Regions from separate parts of the Anser cygnoides genome. Here region 1 is linked to region 2. Evidence: chromatin contacts called from public Hi-C data. All regions are on one chromosome and are shown on one strand. Each heading gives the region's core, a stretch centred on a gene start, on an enhancer-like site or on the middle of the called end of the contact. The rest is flanking DNA. Distances are from core to core; before and after follow the strand shown.

Region 1 (4,281 bases), core at 1,337-3,836, 170 kb before region 2:
CCAGGCTGAACAACCCCAGCTCTCTCAGCCTGTCTTCATAGGAGAGGTGCTCCAGTGCTCTGATCATTTTCGTGGCCCTCCTCTGGACTCGTTCTGATAGATCTGTGCCCTTCCTGTGCTGGGGGCCCCAGAGCAGAACGCAGGGCTCCAGGTGGGGTCTCACGAGGGCAGAGCAGAGGGGGAGAATCCCCTCCCTCGCCCTGCTGCCCACGCTGCTTTTGATGCAGCCCAGGATACGGTTGACTTTCAGGGCTGCAAGCACGGATTGCCAGCTCACGTTGAGCTTCTCATCCACCAACACCCCCAGGTCCTTCTCCTCAGGGCTGCTCTCAATCCCCTTGCTGCCCAGCCTGTGTTTGTGTTTGGGATTGCTCTAGCCCAGGTGCAGGACCTTGCACTTGGCCTTGTTGAACCTCATGAGGTGCGCATGGGCCCATTTTGTGTTGATACGTCCTGAAATAATCTGAAGAGTCTAGTTAAGTTTGTCATGTTTGTGTTGTAAAAAATGCAATTAAAAATGTTTTAGCTTTTTAAAAGTTGCTTTGGTAACACACATTGTGTTTCATTAGTGCTTCAAACCTGATGCATTTTGAAATAGTTTGTTGTGAAATCCAAATCTGTGTGGACACAGCTTCTGTATCTTATCTCTCAAAAAAGATGATACTTGATAGAGAAGCAGGCATAAAGGGCATATCTTCCATAAGTGAGACATTTAAGGTTTCCAAAGGTTTCAGTAGAAATGATTTCCTTTACCTTTAGCCATGTGACTGTTACCTTTTGTTTACTTAGTGAGCTGTCTACCGTCCTACTGCTGTGAGCAGAGATAGAGAGGAAGACTAGGCATCTATGGAGTGCTACTCACCTGGTTCTCCACATGAAATGAATCCCCCCCAACATATTTACAGGGGGCCTCTCTGCTTTCCTTGTCTCTAGAAGAGTCTAAGTGATTAAATCAGAAGAAGACATCCCATCTCCCTGCTCTGCTCACTCCCTCCGCTCCCCAGCTTGTTACATTTTCCCCTGACATGAACTCTACAGCTGATTATGTGCACACAACTCATTTCAGCTTTTAGCCATCATTCTACACAGCGGGGGATCACTCCCAGGTCTCTCCTGCATTCCCCAAAGGCAAAGAGCTCGAGAAATCGTAACAGACCGAAGAGCGGCGGGGGGTGAGCAGCAGGGGTTTTGTAGCATTGCCGCAGCTGCTCGGCCAGCCAAGGGGTGCTGGGGAGGGGGATGCTTGGAGGCTGGCAGTGCTGAGGGGCAGATCACGGGCTGGCGGGGGTTATGCTGAGGAGGTAAGCTGGCGGTAAGCTGCCGAGACAGCCAGGCTCTTCTTTCAGTCAAGAGGGACTTGATGGGGAGAGACTTCAAGAGAGATTCAGTCCACCTACTGTCAGGCATCTAGAGAGCAGAGTTTTTGTGCTTGGATTAGTGACTGAAGGCTCCTCGTCTAATGAACGCAGAGAAATGGCCACTTTTTAGGGAAGACGTCGCAATCTGTTTTATACTCCTTTCATATGAATTGCTACCTCCATGTAACTGTTTTCCTGCCCTGACTATACAGACTACCTAGGTGGTGTGATATTAGCAAGAATGTGATAAAAGCACTACTCACTTCAAGAGGAGACAGGGAACTACTTGAAAGCCATCTAGTGAGAGTTACTAAACAGGTAAAGCTCATCAAACTGAGCTGAAAATAATTAGAAGCTGGGAAAGAGACTTGGGGGATTAATCCAACTTGCCTCTCATTTTCTTATGTTTCCATAAGCCCCTGGCTACAGCTGCTGCTGGCTGTCAAGCCAGACAAACCCTTGGTCTGACACAGTAGGGCTACACTTGGCACCTTATGACCAACTCTGATGTCTACTCTTCATCTCCCCTGTTGATATCCACATTTTTTCAGATGAATGGCACCCACTTGGGGCCAAAAGTGGGACACAGGCAGTAAGTAATATGTGCTCTTTCAAATTTAGCTGTGGTGTAAATAAATAAATGAAAAATAAGATGCCAACAAAGTGGTGCTGCAGCAGGCTAAAATACAGAGGCATTCTTCTGTAAGCCTTTTTACTCTATTGAACAATATGTTCCAAATTAGTCACAATATGTTTTGTGATCTTACATTTTTATATTTTTGAACATATATGTTTATATTTCCAAAAGTTACACGTGACCATGGAGAAGGCAAAGGGTAAAGGAAAAGGGAAAGAGCTGCTGAGGGAGGGCAGCGGCCCTGCAAGGTGCGCACCCCCAAAACGCTGCAAGAGCAGCCTGTTGCGTGGGGATCCCAGAGGAGAGCAAGGGGAGAAAGCTGCTGGTGGGAGTGGGGCGAGCATCACCCTTTGGGGGAAACTGGGACGTGGGGTCGCTTTTGGGGGGGAAACTGTGACATGGGATCACCCTTTTTGGGGTGGGGTCAAACTGGGACGTGGGGTCACTTTAGGGGGGAAGACGGGACGTGGGTGCTCACGGACCCCCGTGAGGCCCGAGGGCAGAGGCACGCCACCAGCACCACCCCGGCGCCCGGGGCAGCGCCGTGCTCCGAGGGGCGGCCCGGGGCGGAGCGGGGCGGCCAGGCCCGGCCCGGCCCGGCCCGGGGCGGAGCGGGGCGGGGCGGGAGCCGGCCGGGGCTCGGGGCTCGGGGCTCGCGGCTCGGGGAGCGGCCATGGGGAAGCTGCTGGCGGTGGCTCTCGTCGGGATGGCGGCAGCCCTGGCGGCGGAGCGGCTGCTGGCCTTTCGGTGAGGGCCCGGCGGGGGGGCGGGGGGCGGCCCGGGGAGCTGCGGGCCGCCGGGCACGGCCCCTCAGCGGGGGCACGGCTGCCGCGGCCGCCGGTGGCACCGGGAGCGGGGCTGAGGGGAGCTCTTGGGTTATTCTCCTCTCGTTGACACAGCCCCTGTGTGGGTGAGCTCTCCTCTGACCTCTGCGGACCTCTGTGGTCCTCAGGTTGGAGTTGGATGATCTTGGAGGTCCCTTCCAACCCATTGTATCTATGCTGCTATGCCCTCCGGCTCTCTGAGCCATAAGCCTGCGGTAATTGCAGCTAATTGCAGAAGGAGGTGTGCACTGCCTGCAGCCAGACCCCCCAAAACACAGGACCCCCCCCCCCCAGGCACAGGTGTGAGTGCACCTTGCGCTGAGTCCGCGACTGCTGGCGACATGCAGTGACCGTGGGGATGCCCCTCTCCCAGTCCCAAGAACAAATGCCGTATCGGGAATCTGGTAAAGCCAGGTATCCTGTTAAAAGCAGGGTCCCCCAGCGTCTGTGGCGCTCTGTGGGTTTTCCTGCAAGTGGTGTTTTCAGCAGGCTGCGGCAGAGCAGCAGCCGTCGGGCGGGCAGGGAGCTGGGCAGCGTGCGGCTTCTGATAGCGGCCGGCGTGCCCTGCAATCGTGGAGGCACAGCCTCAAGAGGAGAGCTGTTAGTCCCAAATTCTCCTGGCCTCCCTGCTACCCACCCCCACCCAGAAGGCAGGAGTCCAGCAAAGCCCTTTTGCTCTTCGTGAGAGTTGGGTATATTGTGTCTGCATAGTAGGACACAAAAATCCCTGAAATGCTCAAAAGATAAGGCTTGAAGAACTGTTACAAGTCCTACAGACCTAATTCTTCTTAAATCGGGGTTGTTTATGCATCTGTTATGTTGCTGATAGCTGCGAAATGGTCTTGAGTAAGACTCGCTCAGTGGAAAAGAAATTCTTGTGTGTTACTGACTGAAGTGACACAGATTCTCCTATTGACAATTTGGAGTTGCTAATTCTTCCCTGAAGAAAGCCCTTATCAAATCTATGAAATCCGAGTGTGAATTATACTGTATTACTGGTTTCCTCAGAAGAATATACATGTATGACATTGTTCATATATACATGAACACAGTGTTCCTATGTGTATGTATATACGGGCATATATGGATTGTATATATATGAACGATATCTATATGACCAGTATCTGTTGTTCATATATGTACACAACGTTATCATTTCATAACGCTCTGTACTGATACAGCCCTCAGCTTGCGTACTGCTCGAAACAGCAGCGTGCTTCCAGAAAGATGCTGGCGGTTCGAAGAGAACTGGGAGCAAAACCAACAGTTGGAGGTGATTTTCAGTCCTGTCAGGAAAAGGAAAGTTCTGGGACTGCTGAGTCTAGAGCAGAGAAGTGAAAGAGAGAGAGGTCTTTGAATATGTGAGAGGGCGCTGCTCAAGGAGGGGGAATGCCTGCTGTGTGCGTCTCACAAAGCGGGACAGGAGGCGGAGGACTGAAACTGGAACAATGAAGCGGGTGGG
Region 2 (3,962 bases), core at 1,420-3,919:
CGCAGAACTGTCCACACATCTTTCGCTGTCAAGTACCGACTCCTGTTGACTCACCACGGAGCTCTCAACAAGGTCAGCACTTGCTTCTGTATTCTTTTTTATTTCTTCAGTTGTTTTTGAACCTGACGGAGTGCCTGTAGACACCTTCTGTCTCGGTGCTGACGGCGTGCTATTCTGCTGAGAGTGCTCAACAGACATGGGGCCTGCAGCCTGTTTGGCTGGCGGAGACCACGTGCTGGCATCTTTCAGAGGACTGAAGCCCTCCAGGTTTGCAACAGGGGAGGAGATATTCGCGACAGTGGAGGAGAGGTTTAGCGGGTAGTGACCAGTTACGGAGTACTCTTCGTTGTTCTCTGCCTTTTCTAAAACGATTACGTTGTGTGCGTCAGCGTTCTCAAAAACAGCGCTGAGCTGACTCACAGTTGGGGAGACGGTCTCTGTCCTGGGGCTCAGGCTGTCCAGGGAATCGGTGCTGCCCCTGTGAGACTTAGAGCTGCACCACTCATCCGCAAGCTCGTTGGACGCCGCTTTCTCTTTCTTTGGGGAATAGCGATTGGAGTGGCCCATTTCGTGAGCGTTTCGCTCAAACATCTTCCGAGTTTCGGTAAACTTGGAATAAGAAGGACCATCATGGATAGTATCAAACCTACTAATCCTTTCCGAAACAGAAGATTCCAATTTTACAATTGAACCGTCTGTTTTTTCTACAAATTCTTTGGGCCTGATTCGTCTCTGAGGCGACGGAGGGCCACCCTTCCCCCTGGTTTTGGGGGCAACTCCAGCACTCTCAGTGGGCTCCATGCCCATCTGCATAAACAAGTTCTTAATCCTATTGACATTTGAGCCATATTTCCTTCCCCTGCTCTGAGAGGCCTCTCCTTCCTCTTTCGTTTTTTGGTCTCCATCTGATTTCGGTTTGTCAAAGGTGCTTTTCAGTGCCTGGAACTCAGTCCTGTAAGCATTCCTGTGAGGAGAGGCACTCCGGAGGGTTGATCTCTCTCCTGAAGACTCCGTTTTCATCATGTTTACTTCAGGGCTGCAAAACCAGCTTACATAGTTTCTGCGGTGCCGCTCTCAGTCATCTGCTACAACCGAGATCCTGCTTGGGAAGGGTTTTTCTTAGGAAGCAGTGCCCTGCAGCGGGGCCATCCTCGAGAGAAGCTCTGGAGGCAGGTATCTAAGCACACGCAGCCAGTTGCGACAGGGCAGCACGAGCGAGGACTTTGGAGAGCACCAGCAGATTCAACCTGCAATAGAAAGCAGGGTTCTCTGAATTGTCACGTACTTGCACTTCCCTAAATCTAAGCCGTGATTTCCCTTTGCAGTTATTCGACAGATTTACAAAAGAAGTGGAAAAAACACAAATCTCACACTACACCAACACGTGGAGACTCGTCAGCCCAAACTTCTGCACGCTGATTGCTGAGAAATTTGCAGGCTGGGGCATCGCTCGGCAGCGGAGGGCTCACAAAGAAGTACGGAGCCACGGGCACACAAGCTAAGGCAATATGGAAACGCTACTTCCGTTACCGAATTCTTCCAAAAAATTAAAAATCCCAAACGCCTGAGTTACTTACGAATAACCATGGCAATACGTGCCATCAACCGATACGAAGTAATTCGCGCAAACGCGACGGCTCTGCTTCCCCGGGGCGCCGCGAGCCGGCCCCAGCTCTCTCAGGGAAATGGTAGAAATGCCATCGAAGGCGAGGCGCTCCGAGAGGCTGCTCCCCAAAAAACGGCCCGGGGAGCTGCACCCGAACTTCGCATCCCCGCCCGCAGCGCCCGCAGACGGACGGAGGTCCGGCCGCACGGAGCTGCCCCTCGACGGGCCCGAGGAGGAGCCGCAGGAAGGGGGCTGGGGTCGGGGCCGCTCCCGCTGCCGGGGGGCTCGCAGGGGCCGCTCCCCGGAGCCTCCCGGAGCCCCCCCCCCCGGTGCCTGCCGGGCTCCGTCTCCTCGCCGTCCATTTCCCCGCCGCCCACCCCCGCGCCGATGGCTGCGGGAAGCCAACTTCAGCCGAGGGCACGGCACCGGAGCCCCCCCGACACCCACACCCCCTCCCCTCCCGCGGCGGCAGCACCTTGCGGCGGGGGCCCCGGGGAACAAAAGCCCGGTGCCAGGGGCTCCCCCGCCGCCTTACCCGGCCGCTGCCCCCGCTCCTCCTCCTCCGGCGGCTCTGCGGAGAACGGCGGCTGACAGCAGCCGGCAACGGCCGCGGCGCCTCAACGCCATTGCAGGCGGCCGGGGCACCGCCGCGAAGCGGGGGAGGAGAAGCCGCCGCGCCCCGCCGCAGCCGCCCGCCCGCCCCCCTCCGCCTGGCACGGCTCGGCTCGGCTCGGCACGGCCGCTGACAGGTGCCTCACCTCCCGGGCCAGCCGCAGTGGTTCGCTCCGCCGGGCGGGGAGAGGCGGGCAGGCGGCCGGCAGCCCTCCCGCTGCGGGCCGGCCCCGGGCGGGTACCGCCGAGCGGCGGGGCCGGGCACGGCCGCCCTCGCCTCCCCCCCCCCACCCCCCTCAGCCGCCGCCGGCGAGGCTCGGAGCCTCGGTGTGCAGGCCGAGGGGTCCCTGCGCGGCGGGGAGGGGAAGCCTGCGAGGCGGGAGGTGCGGCTCGAGAGCCAGCCGCCTTCCCTCGCCGGCTGCGCGAAACGAGCCACTGAACCCTGCCGACACGGAGGAGAAATGCGCCCGCTGCAAAGCCGGGCGCGGCGCTGAGCAGCCCCGCCGCCGCCGCTGGATCCGTCCGGGGGTTGCTGGAGGGGACGGGGGGGAGACAGGAGGGACGGGGGGGGACAAGGGGGACAGGGGGGGACCGGGCATCTCACAGCTCGCCGCTCTGGGCTGGCGGCACCACAGCCTGCTGGCCCCGCGCCGCCGCCACGGAACCTGTAGGCAACGGGTAAAATTGGCAGCCCGAGCAGGGAACGGCCGGTAATCGCATAGCGACTCCCAAGCAAAGTTCATTAAACTAATTGCGGGAAAACGGCCTGGAAAACTAGTTGCATAAACGTCCAGAAAAAAAAAAAAATGGCCTGGAGATGTGCGTTGCAAATCGTGAAAAATAATTATTAGGCATACAGAATGAAGGTGCCAGTGGCTGAAAATGAAGACATCAGGTATATAGCCTTGCAGACTTAATTCATTAGTTTAATGAGACTGAACATGGCGGCTATACCCTTAAGTGTTCACAGGTGTCGATCTCTGGTTAATCTTGTTTGCACCAAGGGTGCGCAGCTCAAAATGTTGGCCTCGATATCCAGCACGTTTAAATTGACAGGAAAGCAACAAATCTTTTAATCGTGGGGTGTTGCATGGCTTCCACTTGGGATGCGAGGAGAGGGGCACGGCCAGAGGCCAGGGGGTGTCCGCTGCCCTGGGGGCCGCTGAGCATGGCCACGCCACGGCAGGGAGGAGAGGAGGCCTGGAGAGGGAGGCAGTCCCTGAGGGTAGCAGCCTGTGAGCTCCACATGCCGTTACAGAAAGCCGACCGCCTGAGATCCCATCCCAAGGCAGAAGGATGAGGGAACGCTGGTTTCACAGCTTCTTGTGGTGAGGAGGCCGGTGGGAGGTTGCCCGCACCAGGACGAAAACTATTTCAGCTAACCAGGACACTCCCTGTTAAATGCCAAACCATCAGCGAGTACCGCAGATCGGAGGATCTCGGCAGGGCCCTTCTGTTGGTATGATTTTGTAGTGGAAAGCCTGTAAGAACACTAAGAGAGCCGCTTGACTGTTGAAGAGACGAACAGAGAACTTCAAGTCTCCTTGAAGAGGAATAGGGACACAGCAGAAATTTGAACATTTTGTTTCCTTTCTGATTTTATATTAAATATGCAGAGTGCTTGAAGATCTTAGCATGTACTAGATGTGTATCTGAAGAGTTTTATAATTCACATTCACAAGCAAAAAAAAGTGACACAAGCAAACACTAAATGAGATGAAATAATTGAAGCAATCTTAAAGAG

Evidence for each region. A called contact is a pair of places that touch in the nucleus more often than the background predicts.
Region 1: a contact with region 2 is called in a Hi-C map of granulosa cells, with 2.0 times the contacts expected there. The contact joins the promoter of LOC106037501 here to the promoter of PPP1R9A in region 2. A contact is called at or near these places in 2 of 7 Hi-C or Micro-C datasets (granulosa cells and liver).

Annotation. Positions count from the first base shown.
Region 1 is chr2:26,595,617-26,599,897 of Taihu_goose_T2T_genome, reverse strand. LOC106037501 (serum paraoxonase/arylesterase 2) reads left to right here and starts at 2,586. Exons shown (of 10, transcript XM_048075459.2): 1 at 2,586-2,742. The coding sequence starts at 2,669.
Region 2 is chr2:26,427,901-26,431,862 of Taihu_goose_T2T_genome, reverse strand. PPP1R9A (protein phosphatase 1 regulatory subunit 9A) reads right to left here and starts at 2,669. Exons shown (of 20, transcript XM_066991741.1): 1 at 2,365-2,669; 2 at 1-1,247. The coding sequence starts at 1,023.